Linked DNA regions of Mus musculus: region 2 is linked to region 1. Evidence: chromatin contacts called from public HiChIP or PLAC-seq data. All regions are on one chromosome and are shown on one strand. Each heading gives the region's core, a stretch centred on a gene start, on an enhancer-like site or on the middle of the called end of the contact. The rest is flanking DNA. Distances are from core to core; before and after follow the strand shown. Region 1 overlaps Kcmf1 (potassium channel modulatory factor 1). Region 2 overlaps Sh2d6 (SH2 domain containing 6).

The links. HiChIP or PLAC-seq counts read pairs in DNA pulled down with a chosen protein or histone mark.
Region 2: a contact with region 1 is called in an H3K27ac HiChIP or PLAC-seq map of embryonic stem cells, with 6 read pairs. The contact joins two enhancer-like sites.

What each region holds. Positions count from the first base shown.
Region 1 is chr6:72,859,352-72,866,868 of GRCm38.p6, forward strand. It overlaps Kcmf1 (potassium channel modulatory factor 1), which reads right to left. Exons shown (of 7, transcript NM_019715.2): 2 at 2,407-2,574. Among named protein-coding and RNA genes, the nearest start is that of Kcmf1, 37 kb to the right of the region's middle. Within about 2 kb of position 3,575, at least 7 of the 459 cell types and tissues checked have an H3K27ac peak or open chromatin away from gene starts, as enhancers often do. A contact at or near this core is called in embryonic stem cells, where this site is marked.
Region 2 is chr6:72,508,533-72,516,049 of GRCm38.p6, forward strand. Sh2d6 (SH2 domain containing 6) reads right to left here. Exons shown (of 12, transcript NM_001374030.1): 9 at 7,389-7,447; 10 at 7,010-7,093; 11 at 6,694-6,852; 12 at 5,109-5,509. The coding sequence ends at 5,393. Among named protein-coding and RNA genes, the nearest start is that of Sh2d6, 7.7 kb to the right of the region's middle. Within about 2 kb of position 4,114, at least 398 of the 459 cell types and tissues checked have an H3K27ac peak or open chromatin away from gene starts, as enhancers often do. A contact at or near this core is called in embryonic stem cells, where this site is marked.

The sequences.
Region 1 (7,517 bases), core at 2,325-4,824:
CTCAAAGCCAGTGGTACTCCTGGGAAGTGGCAGAACCTTAAAGAGACAAGGGCAGGTTAAAGAGATGAGGCCACTGGGAATGTGCCTGCAAAGAGAGTCCTAGAGCCCCGATCCCCTTCGCTGTCTGTTGTCTACCTCTCAAGAGACCCTGCCTAAAACAAAATCAGGGGAAGGGTGGGAAAGAGATATTGAGTCTTTTTTTTTTTTTTTTTTTTGCTTTTCCAGACAAGGTTTCTCTGTATAGTCCTGGCTGTCCTGGAACTCACTTTTTTTTTTTTTTGGGGGGGGGGGTTGGTTTTTCGAGACAGGGTTTCTCTGTGTAGCCTTGGCTGTCCTGGAACTCACTTTGTAGACCAGGCTGACCTCAAATTCAGAAATTCTGTCTTAAAAGTGTCACTGATATATATGTGTATATGTGCATGCAGGTGTGGATATATGTGTGTGTATGTATAAGACTTCCAAGGTAGATTTCTAGTAGCCAAAAGGGGGAAAATGGCAAGGACAGATGGTAGTATGTGCCTGAAATGTCAGCAGCACCTGGAAGAGGAGGCAGTAAGTTCAAGACCAAGCTCAGCCACAAAGCAAATCCAGGCAGCTTACACTGACCCTTTGAGACCCTTCTCAAAAACAAACACCCCATAGCAGAACAAAACTCCAAACAAATAACAATAAATGTCAAAAATAATTTATTTACCCAATAAACGGCAAACCCACAACCATGATATTTCTTGTAAAAGAATAAATAAGAATAAATGTCTTTCTCCTGAGATGAGGAACAAAACAAGGGTCTCTTCTCTTGCTACTTCTATTCAGTATTTCTCTGGAGGCTTTTACTACAGTAAATTAAAAGTATCCAATGGAAAGAAAGAAATAAAACAAAGTCCTAAGAATCCACTAGGTTAGAACTAATTATAGTATTAGAACTAAGCCAATTTAGCAACATAGTTATATAACTTATATATAAAAGTTGTTTTTTTTTAAATAACATAACAACCCAAAGATAAAATCAATTTTATTTACAACAGTCAAAGAACACTTAGGAGTATGTTCAATGAAAAAGATATATTTTATTTTCTGGTAATTATAGAAAAAAGTGAAAGTCCTAAAATAAATAGGTATTTTATATTCATGATCAGATTGCATACCAAAATAGCAATACTCTTCAAACAAATCTATAAACCTTACACAATCACTATCAAAATCTAGTTGGTTTAAAAAAAAAAATTGTCAGTGTTTCTAAAACTCAAAGAAACTGAAGGGACCCAGAATGTGCAAAACAAGTCTGAATGGAAACAAGATCAAAACACCCAGAAATTTCAAGGTTTTATAAAGCTTTGGAAGTGAAAGCAGCACTGGACTGTCATGAGCTGTCATGAGCAGCCACACATATCAATTAAAAAGACTCAGTCCTACAGAAGCCTTTGTTTATGGTCAACTTATTTTAAGCAAGAAGAAAGCTAATTAATAAATAATAGTTCAATGACCCAGAACAACTGGGTACCTTCTACCTCAGCTCCAAGTGAAAAACCAAATTCTAATCCTAGCCCTCAGGAGCTAGAGGCAGGGGCATCTCTGTAAGTTGAAGCCAATCTAGCTACACAGTGAGTGAGACCCTGTCTCAAAAATGAAAACAACAACAAAAAGATTTTAACTACATGAAAGATCTAAATCAGACACAACTGGAACCCTCAGAAGACATATTTCCCAGTGATTTAGCTTGGGCTATGTGCGTTAGGATGACATCTGAACACAAAGTAATTAAAAAGAACAAAGAAGGCATTTTAAAACAAAACTTCAGTACTTTAAAGTACAGCACCCAGAAAGTGAGAAGACTAAAGATTGGGAGTACATTTTTGCAAATCATCTATCTGTTAAGGAACATGTGTCTAATATATAAAGATTGGTTACAATTCAGTAATAGGCATTACATGTAAATTTTTTTTAATGGGAAAAGGGTCTGAACATTTTACTAAAAAATACACAAATAGCTAATAAGCATTAAGAAGAAATGCTTGGGTCATTATCTATCAGACCTGCAAATCAAACCCACTTGAGCCAGTGCTTCATGCCCATCAGGAAGGCTATAATCAAAGACAATAGTAAGTGTGTTGGCTAGTTAAATAATTGAGGCCTGAAGCAGACAGCTTTTCTTACTGAGGGCTATTAGCAACAGCCCAGCCTGATTTCACTGCTTGTTTCAGTAGCACTCTGGACCACTTGTGGAGTTTTCCAAGGGCTGAAAACTGTAATCAAGAGACAGAAGGACACAGGGAAGATGATTTTAGTTTGAATGAATCTGAACTCTTGGAGGTGCTTATGGGATAGTTTCAGGATGTTTTGTTTTTGCTTTTCATACCCATAGAAGCCCCTTAAATGATAATAATTGATTTTGCATTATGAACTTACCAAAGTCTACCCTTGTTAATATGCACTGCATCGGGTGGTCAGTTGTATGCCTTGTTGTCGTTGCCCCGCTTTCATAACAAGATGCACAAAGATCGTAATCGTAGCAAATTAAACACTTATATCTGCGACCTCGAAAATTTCCTTTTAAACATGCATCACAGCTGACACCTATAAAACAAGAAGAAGCACCTTCAATCAGCGGCTGGGAAGGGTCAGTGTGGAAATGTTTCAGGGCTCATTTGGCCCAGAGAGCCTTTCAAAAACAACCAGCAACAACACAGTAAAAAACACAGTAATCTGAGCAGTGTGGAAAACTCCTTACTCAGAAAGGTCAATCCTAATGAAGAGGACCTCAAGACGGGTGGCGGGAGGGGCAAAATTTAGGGAGTTTTAGGCCACCAGATGATAAGATGCTACTGGGGTAAGGTGTCTCCAAATATTTCAAGAAGTGTAAAAGCCCTTGTTAAAAAGTGCCTTGTGATCTCAGAAAAGGTGTAGTTACATGCTTTTTTTCTATAGGTTCACAGTCTATATGGCTCAAAATGCCACCAATTATCTGGCAGGTATAAAATCCTAAGAACTACATACGTTTAAACTATAATACACACAAAGAAACCACAATCAGACTGTAAGTTCATATCAGAAACAAACAGCAAACACTTAAATACCAATTCTTCTTCAGTTTTTGTTTTACATAATGTCTCAGTAGGAAGCCCAAAATGACCTTGAATTCATGATCCTCCGGCCTCAACCTCCAAGGTGCTGGGATTACATGTTTACAGGTGTGCAACAATTTTTCTGAACTCCTAAATAACAAAGAGTGGGGGACAGGGTCTGACTGTGCAGCTAGACTTTGGTTGACCTTGAACTCACTGGGATCCACTTGCCTACGCTTCTAGAGTGCAGGGATTAAAGGTGTACAACAATTCTTTGTTTGTTTGTTTGTTTGTTTTTGGTTTTTTAGAGACAGGGTTTCTCTGTATAGCCCTGGCTGTCCTGGAACTCACTTTGTAGACCAGGCTGACCTCGAACTCAGAAATCCGCCTGCCTCTGCCTCCCGAGTGCTGGGATTAAAGGTGTGTGCCACCACGCCCGGCACAACAATTCTTAGTATGTTTAAACAAAGAATAAATGAGGGGGCACTGTGTAGGTCAGCCTACTCTACATAGTGAATTCCAGGACAGTCAGTGCCACAAAGGGAGACCTTGCCTAAAGGGAGGTGGGGGATGAGGGGTGGGATACAGGGAGTAGGGGTACTTCAAGAGCCAGATAGGAGATCTATACTAAATCAAATGTTTAGAGTTCAAATTTTTAAAAAATTTTAATTGAAAAGTCAAAGCGCAGGATTAACAATAGAAAATGCCCTTATTTGTATGTGTATACTTTTTTTATGCAGAAAGCACATATAGCTGAACTCAACTGGGCCAGTGTGTTAGATAAGAAAGAACAGAACAGGTCAGCTAGACAGTGAGTGGTGCTGCACACTTTAGTTCCAGCACTTGGAAGGCAGAGGCAGGTGGATCTCTGTGAGGCCAGCCTGGTCTACAACTCCAGAGCAGGCAGGACTTCAAAGAGAAACCTTGCCTTAAAACAAACAAACAGGGTTGAAGAGATGGCTCAACAGTTAAGAGGACTGACTGCTCTTCCAAAGATCCGGAGTTCAAATCCTAGCAACCATGGTGGCTCACAATCATCCGTAAGGAGATCTGATGCTCTCTTCTGGAGTGTCTGATGACAGTTACAGTGTACTTACATATAATGAATAAATACATCTTGAAAAACAAACAAAAACAAACAAACAAAAAAGAGAAAATAGAACCTTAATAATATATTAATGGTATTTTTTCACTCCAAAATAGAAAGGCATTCAGTTTTTTAAAAAGCAGTTTATGATTCTACCTACATTAGTCAAATTCAGAGAGAAAGAAGACAGTTGGTTATCAAGGGCTAGGGAAAGGGGGTGGAGGAAGATAGGGAGTGTCTGTCTACTGGGTAGAGTTCCATTTTGGGATGATGAGAAAATTCTAAAGATGGATAATGATCAGGATAACAATGGAATATACTTAGTGCCACAATAAAGGGCAGACCATTAAGAAAAAAAACCAAGCTTATGAATAAATCTAATCAAAGACAGGAAGCCTTTTAGGAAGAAATTAGTAAAAATGTATTCAAAGACATTTTAAATACAATTTTAAAAAATGTTAGGGCCTTCGGAGCTAGCACCTGAAGGACCTGAGTTCAGATCCTATCAGCAAGTGCACACTCAATCCCAGGAGAGATTAAAGGCTTGTGACACTACCACTTGAATCCAAGGCAATGGTCATAAATAAAAGCATTTAATTAGGGGCTTGCTTATAGTCTCAGAGGCTTAGTCTATGGCAAGTATGGAGGCACCTGTGGTAGCTGAGAATAGCTGAGAGCTTTACATCTGATCCCCAGGAGGACCTACAGGCAGGTAGGAAAAGAGTCTCTGGGCCTGGCGAGGGCTTTGGAACGTCAAAGGCCACCCTGCCACATCCTGTGATACACCTTTGCTAAAAAGGTCCATATATCTCCTAATCCAGGCACTTCACCAACTGGGGTCCAAGTATGCAAACACGAGCCTGCTGGGGCCATTCTCATCCAAACTGCCACACTTCCCTTACACTGACTGCTTCTGTCACATATTGTGTCCTGTTGACTAATATATACACCACGTAATAGATTCAGGATACTGGGGTACGGTGGTTTGAATAGGTATGGTTCCATAGACTCACATGTTTGAATGCTTGGCCCATAGTGAATGGCACTATCAGGGGGTGCCTTTGTTGGAGAAGTGTGTCACTGTGGGGGTGAGAGCTTTGAGGTCTTCTATGCTCAAGCTATGCCTAGTGCTGCACACAATCTCCTGCTGCCTGTAGATCAAAGATGTAGAACTCTCAGCTCCTTTTCCAGCACCATGTCTGCCTGCATGGCGGGCTTCTAGCCATGATAATGGATTAAACCTCTGAAATATGTAAGTCAGACCCAACTAAATGTTCTCCTTTGTAAGAATTATCATGGTCATTACCATGGTGTCTCTTTACAGCAACAAAACCCTAAGACACTGGAGTACCACACAGACTAGATAGATAGGCAGGCAGGCAGGCAGACAGATAGACAGACAGACACACACAGAAATGGCTAAGTGGTTAACAGTGCTGCTCTGGCCTCTGTGGGCAGCTGTATACTCACCCACACACAAATATTAAAAACATAAAAAGATGGAGCTGGAGAGATGGCTCAGTGGTTAAGAGTACTGACTGCTCTTCCAACCATGTGTAACTGGATCTGATGCCCTCTCTGGTGTGTCAGCAACAGGATGCTCATATACATTTAATAAATAAATAAATCTTTAAAAATTAAAAAAAAAAAGATGTTTTTTGTTTGTATTTTGTTTTTTTCTTACAGATATTGTGGCTTTCAAAGTTTTTATTATTTTTAAATCATGGGCATCTATACATCCACTGTCCCAAATATCAGATCCCCTTGAGTTAGAGTAATAGAGTGACAATAGACTGTAAACCACCTGACATGGGTACTGGGAATCAAACCTACATTCTTAGGAAGAGCAGCAGCAAGAGTTCTTTACTGCTAAGCCCTCATCTCTCCGGCAGTTCCTTTGTTTTTTGAGACAGATTCTCATTATGTAACCCTGGCTGGCCTTTGCTTACTACATGCTGGAATCACAGAGCTTGTCTACAGCTATTTAAAGTGGAAAACTTCAGGTTGTTAATCAGTATTATCTCTACAAGGCCTATGTATGTTCCAAGTGTGACTTTTCCTTTAAGAAGTGTATTATGCCATACAATAAACTCACTGAGAACAACACTACTGAAAGTACACAACAACGGTAAAGGCTATTCTTCCCAGAGGATCTCTGCGTTTATAGACAACTGGAAAATTAGTGCAATCTTGAACAGGGGGATGGCCTCAGCAGATGCTTGCCTTTCATGCCTGACAACCTGAGTGTGTTCTCTGGAAGCAATGGTGGAGGGAACGGACTTCTGAAAGTTGTCCTCTGACCTCCAATATGTGTTGTAGCACAAGACTCAACAGACACACAGACACGAGTAAATTTCTAAAAGAAAAAGAAAAACAATGCAGTCCTTTGAAGAGGGCCTAAGATGAACAGGAAAACAAATTACAGTAATGTTGTAATTAGCAAAAGTTAGGTGATTCTGCTTAAGGGATCTAAGACAAATTTTATAATGTTTCACACACAGAGGGAGTCAGGAGCAGAAAGAAAGCTTGCCCTATTTCTAGTTAAGGAATTACAAAGGGAATAAAAACGGTCTTGGCAAAAGGAGAAAATATCTCAGGGGTTCTCTCTCTTTCTCTCTCTCTCTCTCTCTCTCTCTCTCTCTCTCTCTCTCTCAAGTGGGGAGATCCACTTTGGTTTTTTGAGACAGGGTTTCTCTGTGTAGCCCTGGCTGTCCTGGAACTCACTCTGTAGACCAGGCTGGCCTCAAACTCAGAAATCCACCTGCCTCTGCCTCCCAAGTGCTGGGATTAAAGGCAAGGGGTTCTTTTTTCTTTAAATATTAATTTACTTATGTGTACGTGTCAGGGAGCTGCAGGAATTGGGAAACTATGCACACAGTTGGCTTTTCAAGGGCGTTATTTTGTGTGTGTGTGTCTGTGTGTCTATGTTGGATCTTTGCCACAGCACACAATGGAGGTCAGAGGACAACTTTCAAGTCAGGTCTCTCCACTTCCACTTCTTGAGAAACAACCTTTATGGGAGCACTGGAAAAGGAAGAGATGGGGGCAGGGAGGGCAGTAGGAAAGGTGACCATGATTAAAAGTATATTATGTACAAACATTTTGACCCAGGTAAGTGCTACCTCAGCCTCTGAAACAGTTGGGATTAAAATGCTGTTCGTGTGTGTGTGTGTGTGTGTGTGTGTGTGTGTGTGTGTGTGTGTGTGGAATCGGGAAGGAAAAAGGCTGTTCCATCAGCCCAGTTAAGAATCTCTCGAGGTGGGGCTGGTAAAATGGCTCAGGTCCTGAGTTCATCATCTGTAATGCAATCTGGATGCCCTCTTCTGGAGTGTCTGAAGACAGCTCTCAAGGTAGGTGCTTATAGGTGA
Region 2 (7,517 bases), core at 2,864-5,363, 350 kb before region 1:
CCCGCTCAGCCTAAGAGGCATCTCTGGCTTTAGGAGTAGAGGCTTCTGACGTGAGATCTCAGCCTGTGTGATCACGCAGGCTGTTTGCTGCCTGGGTTCCCGAGAACTCGGCATGTGAGTGACTTGGAAATGGACTGGCTAAAGAGACCCTGACTTCTCTGCTCCTTTTTGCTTCCCTCTCACTGAGAGCAAGAGGCAAGGCAGGGAGGCTCCTGGGAGCCTTCTGCCTTAATTTCCAAGCCTGGCAGTCATCCCTGTAGCTGATGCAAGGCCTGGGGTGGGTGAGCTCAGCCTGTCTCCAGCACTAGAAGCCTTTTGTGCTTGCAAACACATCTGCTCACTGTTTCCTATTAGATTTACTCCTCCCTGAAGCAGAACAAAACCACCTAAGGATCTGGAATGTGGTTCTGCTCGGGCTCTGAACATTTCCAAGTTGATCCTGCAGCAGTGCCTCACAGGGGTATGTCCAGTGGAAACAGAGGCCTCCGAAGCCCTCAGGCTCAGGCCCAGAGCTTGCCCCGGCATCCTGGCCTCTTACCTGAGTCGTTCCAGGCTTTTCTCCACTCCCCCTCCCTGCCCTTCAAAAAGATGCAGTTCCCTGTGCATCCACCTAATACGTTCTCCTTTCAATAGATAGATAAATGTGTATTAATGGAAATCTGTAGCTCACATCTGGGAGGGCATTAAGGAAAAAGCACCATGTAGACCGGGGTGGTCTTGAACTCTCTGAAGTTTACCTGCCTTCTGATTCCCAAGTGTGTGTGTGTGTCTGTGTCTGTGTGTGTGTGTCTCTGTGTGTGTGTCTGTGTATGTTGTCTTATCAGAAAAAGAATGACAGTAGCCAGTAGAAACAATAATTATGATATATCTACCTAAAGTTTTCATGGGCCACAGAGAGAGATGATCACAACCAGGCTTTGCCTATTTATAGCTATAATTATTACTAGGTATTAATCATTTGGCTGATAGCATGTATCAGCTTATTTTACACACACACACACACACACACACACACACACACACACACACACACACATATATAGTTAAACATAATTAAATATTACTTTTTTTCCTTCTCACACCAACCCTAAACAGGCATTCACTGTATTCTTTTTTGTTTTGTTTTGTTTTTCAAGACGGGGTTTCTCTGTGTAGGCCTGGCTGTCCTGGAACTCACTTTGTAGACCAGACTGGCCTCAAACTCAGAAATCCGTCTTCCTCTGCCTCCTGAGTGCTGGGATTAAAGGTGTGCACCACCATGCCCGGCTCTGTTTTCTTTTTCTTTTTTTCACTCTTCTTTTGTTTATTTTTTGAAACACAATTTTCCTGTGTAGCCTGGTTGTCTTGCTACTTGCCCTGTAGACCAGGCTGGCCTCAAACTCAAAGATCTGCCTGCCTCTGCCTCCCCAGTGCTGGGATTAAAGGTGTTGCTCCACTGCTGTCTCTCTCTTCTTTTTAATACCCCTCCACACACACCACCATAAAGCTGAGGCTGGCCACAAACTCAAGCTCTTCCTACCTCTACCTCTTGAGCTCCTGAATCATAGGCATGGGTCAGCACACACAGCTTCACTGACTGTTTTCAAAGAGGAGGGCTGGAGCTGCAGCTCAGTGGTGCAGTGCTTATCTAAGCATGTACCAGGCCCTGGGTTGGCTTCTCATCGATGCATGGCAAAGAAACAAATAAAGCCAACATAACCCAGACTCTAATTGGGAAATCTCTGCATGCCTGTAATCTCAACTGCTTGGGAGGCCCAGGCAGGGGAATGGCAAATTCAAGCTTAGTATGGGCAGAATAACAAGAATCATCGCAGCAAAAACAGCTCTCAGTGTTAGATGCCTGTTTAGCATATACAAGCCCCTGGGTTTGATTCCTAGAATAAGCAAGGAGGGAGGGGAGGCAGGGGGTGACCGAGGTCAGGGCTACACAGAGGATGCATGGCTCAGCCACACTTGGACTCTTCTGTACACGTTCCTCTCAGGTCAGCTGCAAGCCTGGATGGTTAACTTAGATCACACTGGGAACCCAGCAGATGTGTTATGGCCTGGGCCATGGCTTTCACATCCTCCCCAGCCGCATACTTCCTGGGCTCACCTAGTCTTTCAGGTCCTCAGTAACAAACCATTTGGTATCTGTCACGCACAGTATCTCTCAAGGACTTGTTCTCTCAGCAGATGACCCTGCCTGGAATTTTCTAGTCTGGCCTGTTCACCTCAGGAAACGTGGTTGAGTGCTTGGCAGGGTCGGCAGTGGAAAGTCAAAGGCTTCCGTCTCCATGGAATTACAGAAATACCCGAAGCCTCCCACTCTCCCTGCATCTGTGCTGGCTCACTGATCTCTGCTGTAGGAAACTGGAGGAGTGCTCCCCCTGTGTCCTCTAATGCTCATACCCTCCATGCTCACACTCCTTACCAGGCCTCCCAGGTTCCTCCAGGCCTGCCCCTGCCATTTTTATTCCTTCACATTTAGAAAGGCAAAAAGCCTGGAAAGATGGGATGGTTGCCAGCCAGCTATAACTGTACACATTCATCTACTCAAAAGGAATTAACTACTGGCTAGTGACGTAGCTCAGTTGGTAGGGTGCTTGCCCAACATTTATGAAGCCCTATGCTTGGTCCCCAGTGTGGAACAAACTGGCCATGGTGACCCATGTCTATTATCTCAATGCTCAAAAGGTGGAGTCAGATGAGTCAGGAGTTCAAGGTCATCCTTAGCTGCACAGCAAGTTTGATGCCAACCTGGGCAACATGAAACCTTGTCTCAAAACGAAACCAAAACCTCAAAGTGTAATAAAACTGTTGTCTTTGAATTTAAAAAAAAAAAAAAAATAGAGCTTTAAGACAATCTTGGCTTGAACTTGCATGTTAAAATGAGTCCATATTGTCAGCTTTGAGGAACTTGGGATAGAATGAATTTTTCAACACTTGTCACCAACTGTCTTCATTGTCCTGACTATCTGATATGGGGATGACAGGTTGGTTCTGGGTGGGTGAAAGGTAAGTAGCAGGGACCAAGGCTAGGAGGAGGGAGAGGAAGGTGGGGAAGGCCAGAATGGGTTGGGTCCCAGGGAGAGAAGACATCTGGATACACATCTGTCAGCTAAGGAGGTGCTAAGCCAGTTCTGGGCCTTGCTCTTTTCTCTTTCAGTGTCTTTCTACGGTGGGAGGAGGCCGCAGCATGTGGAGGTCAGAGGCTAACATAGCCAAGATGGTTCTCTTCTTCCACCCTGTGTCAGCCTTGGCAGGAAACTGACCCACACACTGAACCAACCACCTTGATGGCCTGCTGTCCTAAGGATCATGCTCATTTCTGCCATGGGGGCTCTAATAATTAGGTACTGCCCACACTACCTGGACAGTTTCCCTGATTCTTGCAGGAACAATGAATGAAAGTTACCTCTTTTTTTTTTTTTTTCTTTTGTAATATGTATTGGGGGTTTGTTCTGAGACTGTTTGTACGCAGTTCTAAGTGGACTGGAACTCACTATATAAACCAGGCTAGCTAAGAACTACCTATCTCCTGCCCCAGCATGAAGTACCTTTGCAGCCAATAACAAAAGCGCTCTTAGTTTACCGATAAGGGAGTTCAGAACTCATTTAAAAGGCCTGAAAAGGCTTTTCTGTCTTCAAAGCAGATGAGGGCACCCCAAAGTGCCAGTGGCCCACATCCTAAGTCCGTAGGTGCCTGGAGAAATGGTAGGAGAGAGAGGCCATTTCCACTGCTTGAGCCTAGAAGTGGCCTGGGGTAAAAAGAAATGCTAGGCTAACAGGCCTGGCAGGCAGCAGAGAGTCCCTACCCTCCGCAGGCTGAGATCCCCCCACTCCTGCAACACTGGGCAGGTGCTGTCCATGATCAGACTCCTGGCTTGAGCCTGCATCCTGCTGGGCTTTATCAGTAGCAGTTAATTGACCCGAATTCTGGGCTGGTGTAAGAGAAGGGAGCCAGAGTGTGGCTCATGATGCGCCTCTTACGCAGGAAGGCCCTCACTTAAGCCTCCTAACCGGAGGTCGATGATTGGGCAGGGACAATTATCTTCCCATCTATTACAGCTCAGGGAGGGTAATCTGCCGGAGGGTGATGACGAACGGAGGCGACAGTGCACGCTCCCGCAGCCCACGTGGCCCGCCCCACCCCCTTCCTCGCCAGCAGATCCCTAGGCCCTGGCTTCCGCCCCGGACATCCCACAAGCCTCCAGGTCACGCCAGACTCTAGGTTCCCCAGGAGACGGTCCAGAGGTATTGGGGTGCAGCATGGCACCAGTGGGAACCGTGCCCTCCGTGCCAGCCCCCATGCCAGGCAGCCCCTGAGCTGCCCTTTGTTTCCCGGCCGCTGGAGACTTCTGCGGAGTCATGGTCACGTGGTGCTTCCGGCACGGGGTGTTCCAGGCTCCACGCCAGGGCCCGGAGACACCCCCGCCCTGGGCCAGCCTGTGGGTTGCTGGCTGCCAGCCCAACCCGGAGCCCCTTATTCCCGCTGGGCCCACGTCCTGCCAGGCAGCTCAGCTTTGGGTCGCAGAGCCTCTACCATCCACTGGCCCAGGCTCCCAGCGCCTTTATTCATCCTCTAGGCTTTCATCCAGACTGTCTCCTGGGGTCCTTCCTATAACGCTATAAAGCTAGACATCAAATGCTTACCATCAGCCTCTCTCTCCTCCAGAAACCTTGAGCCTCCTCCCCCCTTCCTTGCCCACGACCAGCAAGCATGAACAAAGGTCAGTTTATTGGCCTGGCCCTTCTCCTTGGCAAAGAATTTAGAAGAATTTAGAAGAACAAAAGCCCGAACCCTTTCCTCTGCAGTTTAGCCTACGAAATAGACCCACACAGCGACATTACTCCATTCCTCTCAGGAAGTATAAGGCCTTCTGGGGAAGGCCGCTATTCTCAGCATACTCTAGAATCCCTCCCCTATGCTGTAGGGATAGCTCAGGGACTATACAACCATTATTGCTCTTCCCAGCACCTACTTTTGGAAACTTACACCTCCTGACCCCCTCGTTCCAGCTCCAGAGTATCCGATGAGTCTGTCCTCTGTGGACATAGGCACTCCCATGCACGTGATCACACACAGTTGTACCTACTATAATACTCAAAAAGGTGTGTGTGCGGTATTAAGAGAGAATTCAGTCAGTAAATGTTTATTGAAAGTATACTGTGTGCTGGGAACCTAGTTCCTCCCAGAAGATGCAAACCACACACAAGAAGTCAGTCTAAGGAGAGGCAGTGTCTCTGAGGAAGCCAGCCTCCCAGGTGGCCATCTTCATGCCTCTCAGTTTGAACCTGCAGAGCTTTTGGGGTGGAGGAAGGCAGGGAAAAGAAAACAGCCTAAAGTGGGAGAGAAAGTGAATGGGGCACACATCACGTGCCTGAGGGGGATCTGTGTGCTGCTGTTTCTTCAGGGCTTGGTGGGGAAGCGCAGGTAGGTGAGTCCCCGGTTGCCACTGTGTCCGTCCACAAGGGGCAGGGGGTGCTTCGTGTAATGCTGAACCATGGCGGCCACAGAGGAGAAGAGCTGGATAAGGCAGGCAGGGCATCTGTGGGTCCCTTAGGCTTCAGTCTGCCAACAACTTTCTAAGGCAACTGTAGGGCCTGGCAGGGGAGCTGGCTGGCATTTTTCTAGATATTTTTTCTTCCCCCCACGCTATGAGACTGAAACGCCGCTCTGCTGTCTGGTTGTGAGCCTGCCACTGCACCAGCATGCTATGCTATTGGCCAGCCTCGGGCTTCCAGAGCTGGGCGAGAACTGCTTTAGGCCTGGTCCTTGGCTGTGGCCTCTCTCAATGGAAGCTGAGTGGTGGGCAACTGTCTAGGTCTGAAGCCAGTTGCTGGGGAGAAAGGTCCTTGGAGATTTCTGCCCTCCTCTCAGATGGTCTCATTGCCCTCACCTTGACCCTATGAAGACTGAACCATGGCACACGGAAGTCCTTCCCAGAAAAGATAGGCCTCTTTTCACAGTGCCAGATGTCTGGGAAGATGTTCCGGCCTCTGGCTACACACACACACACACACACATACACACACACACACACACACACACAGCTTTATTTTGTTTTTAAACACGGTCTCACTGCGTAGTTCCAGCTGGTCTAGAACTAAAGAGATCCATCTGCTTCTAGCTCCCAAGGAGTAGGATTGAAGGTGAGTACCACCATGCCTAGCTACCTTGTTTATTAGGATTTTTCTTTTAATTTTTTTTTTTAAATAGGTACGAGTGTCTTACCTACACGGATATATGTGCATCTCATGCATGTGTGCTTACAGAGGCCAGAGAGGGCGCTAAGACCCTCAGAACTGGGGCTATAGACAAGTGTGCCGGCCATGTGGGTACGGGGAACCCCAGTTCAAACCAGTGAGTGCCATCTCTCCAGTCCCAACCTTGTCTTCTGAGACAAGGCCTCTCACTGACTTGGATACCTGTTTCTCAACCTCCCAGCCCAAGATTATAAATAAACCTGAGCCACCTCTCCTGCCTTACTTTACCCCCTGAGGCTCTGGGGGTAAAACTCAGACCTTCATATTGCAAGGCAGGCACTTAGAGACAGAACTACCTCAGAGGCATTTCTGTTCAAGCCAGGGTGAGGGAGGGAAGCAATCGGTGTCCCCCACCCCCCGAAAACACACATGCTCCAGGCAAGGCCCAGGGTGCTGCTCTTTGACCCACCTCGGTGATTGGCCCATGACTCATCCGGTACCCACCTCCTCATGATTCCTGCCCTCCCGACCCAGGGCATAGTGGTGCCCACCGTCCAGTTGCCGGATGGGAATGTTGAAGACACGGCCTCTGAGGAGTACTGCCAAAGTGAAGGGCTGGGAACTGTGAGGCCCAGAGCTGAGGCGCACCGTGTAGGCCCCATCCTGTGGAGGAGACCCCAGCCATGAACTTCATCTTAGTTGCCTAAGGCCAGCTGACTAATTATGTGAAGCGCCTCCCCCGCCCTTACTGCCAGCCTCATCAGGCATGGGCAGAGACTAGAGGACTTTCAGAGAAGGCCAAGAGTTGACAGATGCCCACCTTTTGGAAGTGAAGCAGGGCTCTCTCAACAGACTGACGGTCACAGTTTCCAGAGTACCAAGGCTGACCCAGCAGACTACCATTCTGTACAATACACAGAGCTACTCAAAGAGACACCCAAGTGCTGAGCTGCTCATGGCGAGCAGAGAACCCTGGGGTACAGTTATTTGTGTTTCCATCTGCCAGCCCCAGCCTGAGTCCTACAGGCCAAACCAAGTAGTGTCTGTGCCTGGGGTGCAGCACGGGGACGGGGGAGCTGCACACCCGGTTAAGTGCACACGCGTGTTCCTCATGGGGGTGTAAAGGCCCCAGGATTAGGAGGGCTCCTGGGCAAGGACTCTGCTTCCCACAGACATCTCCCACATCTGCCCCAGCTCACCTCAGCAACAGAGCTACTCAGAGCAGGGGCTATGGAGGAAGCAGACAGCCTCCTTCCTGCTGAAAGAAGCAGAGAAGAAGGCTGGAACCAGGAAGGGGATGGGTAAGAAGGCTTCATGGGGGACTACTG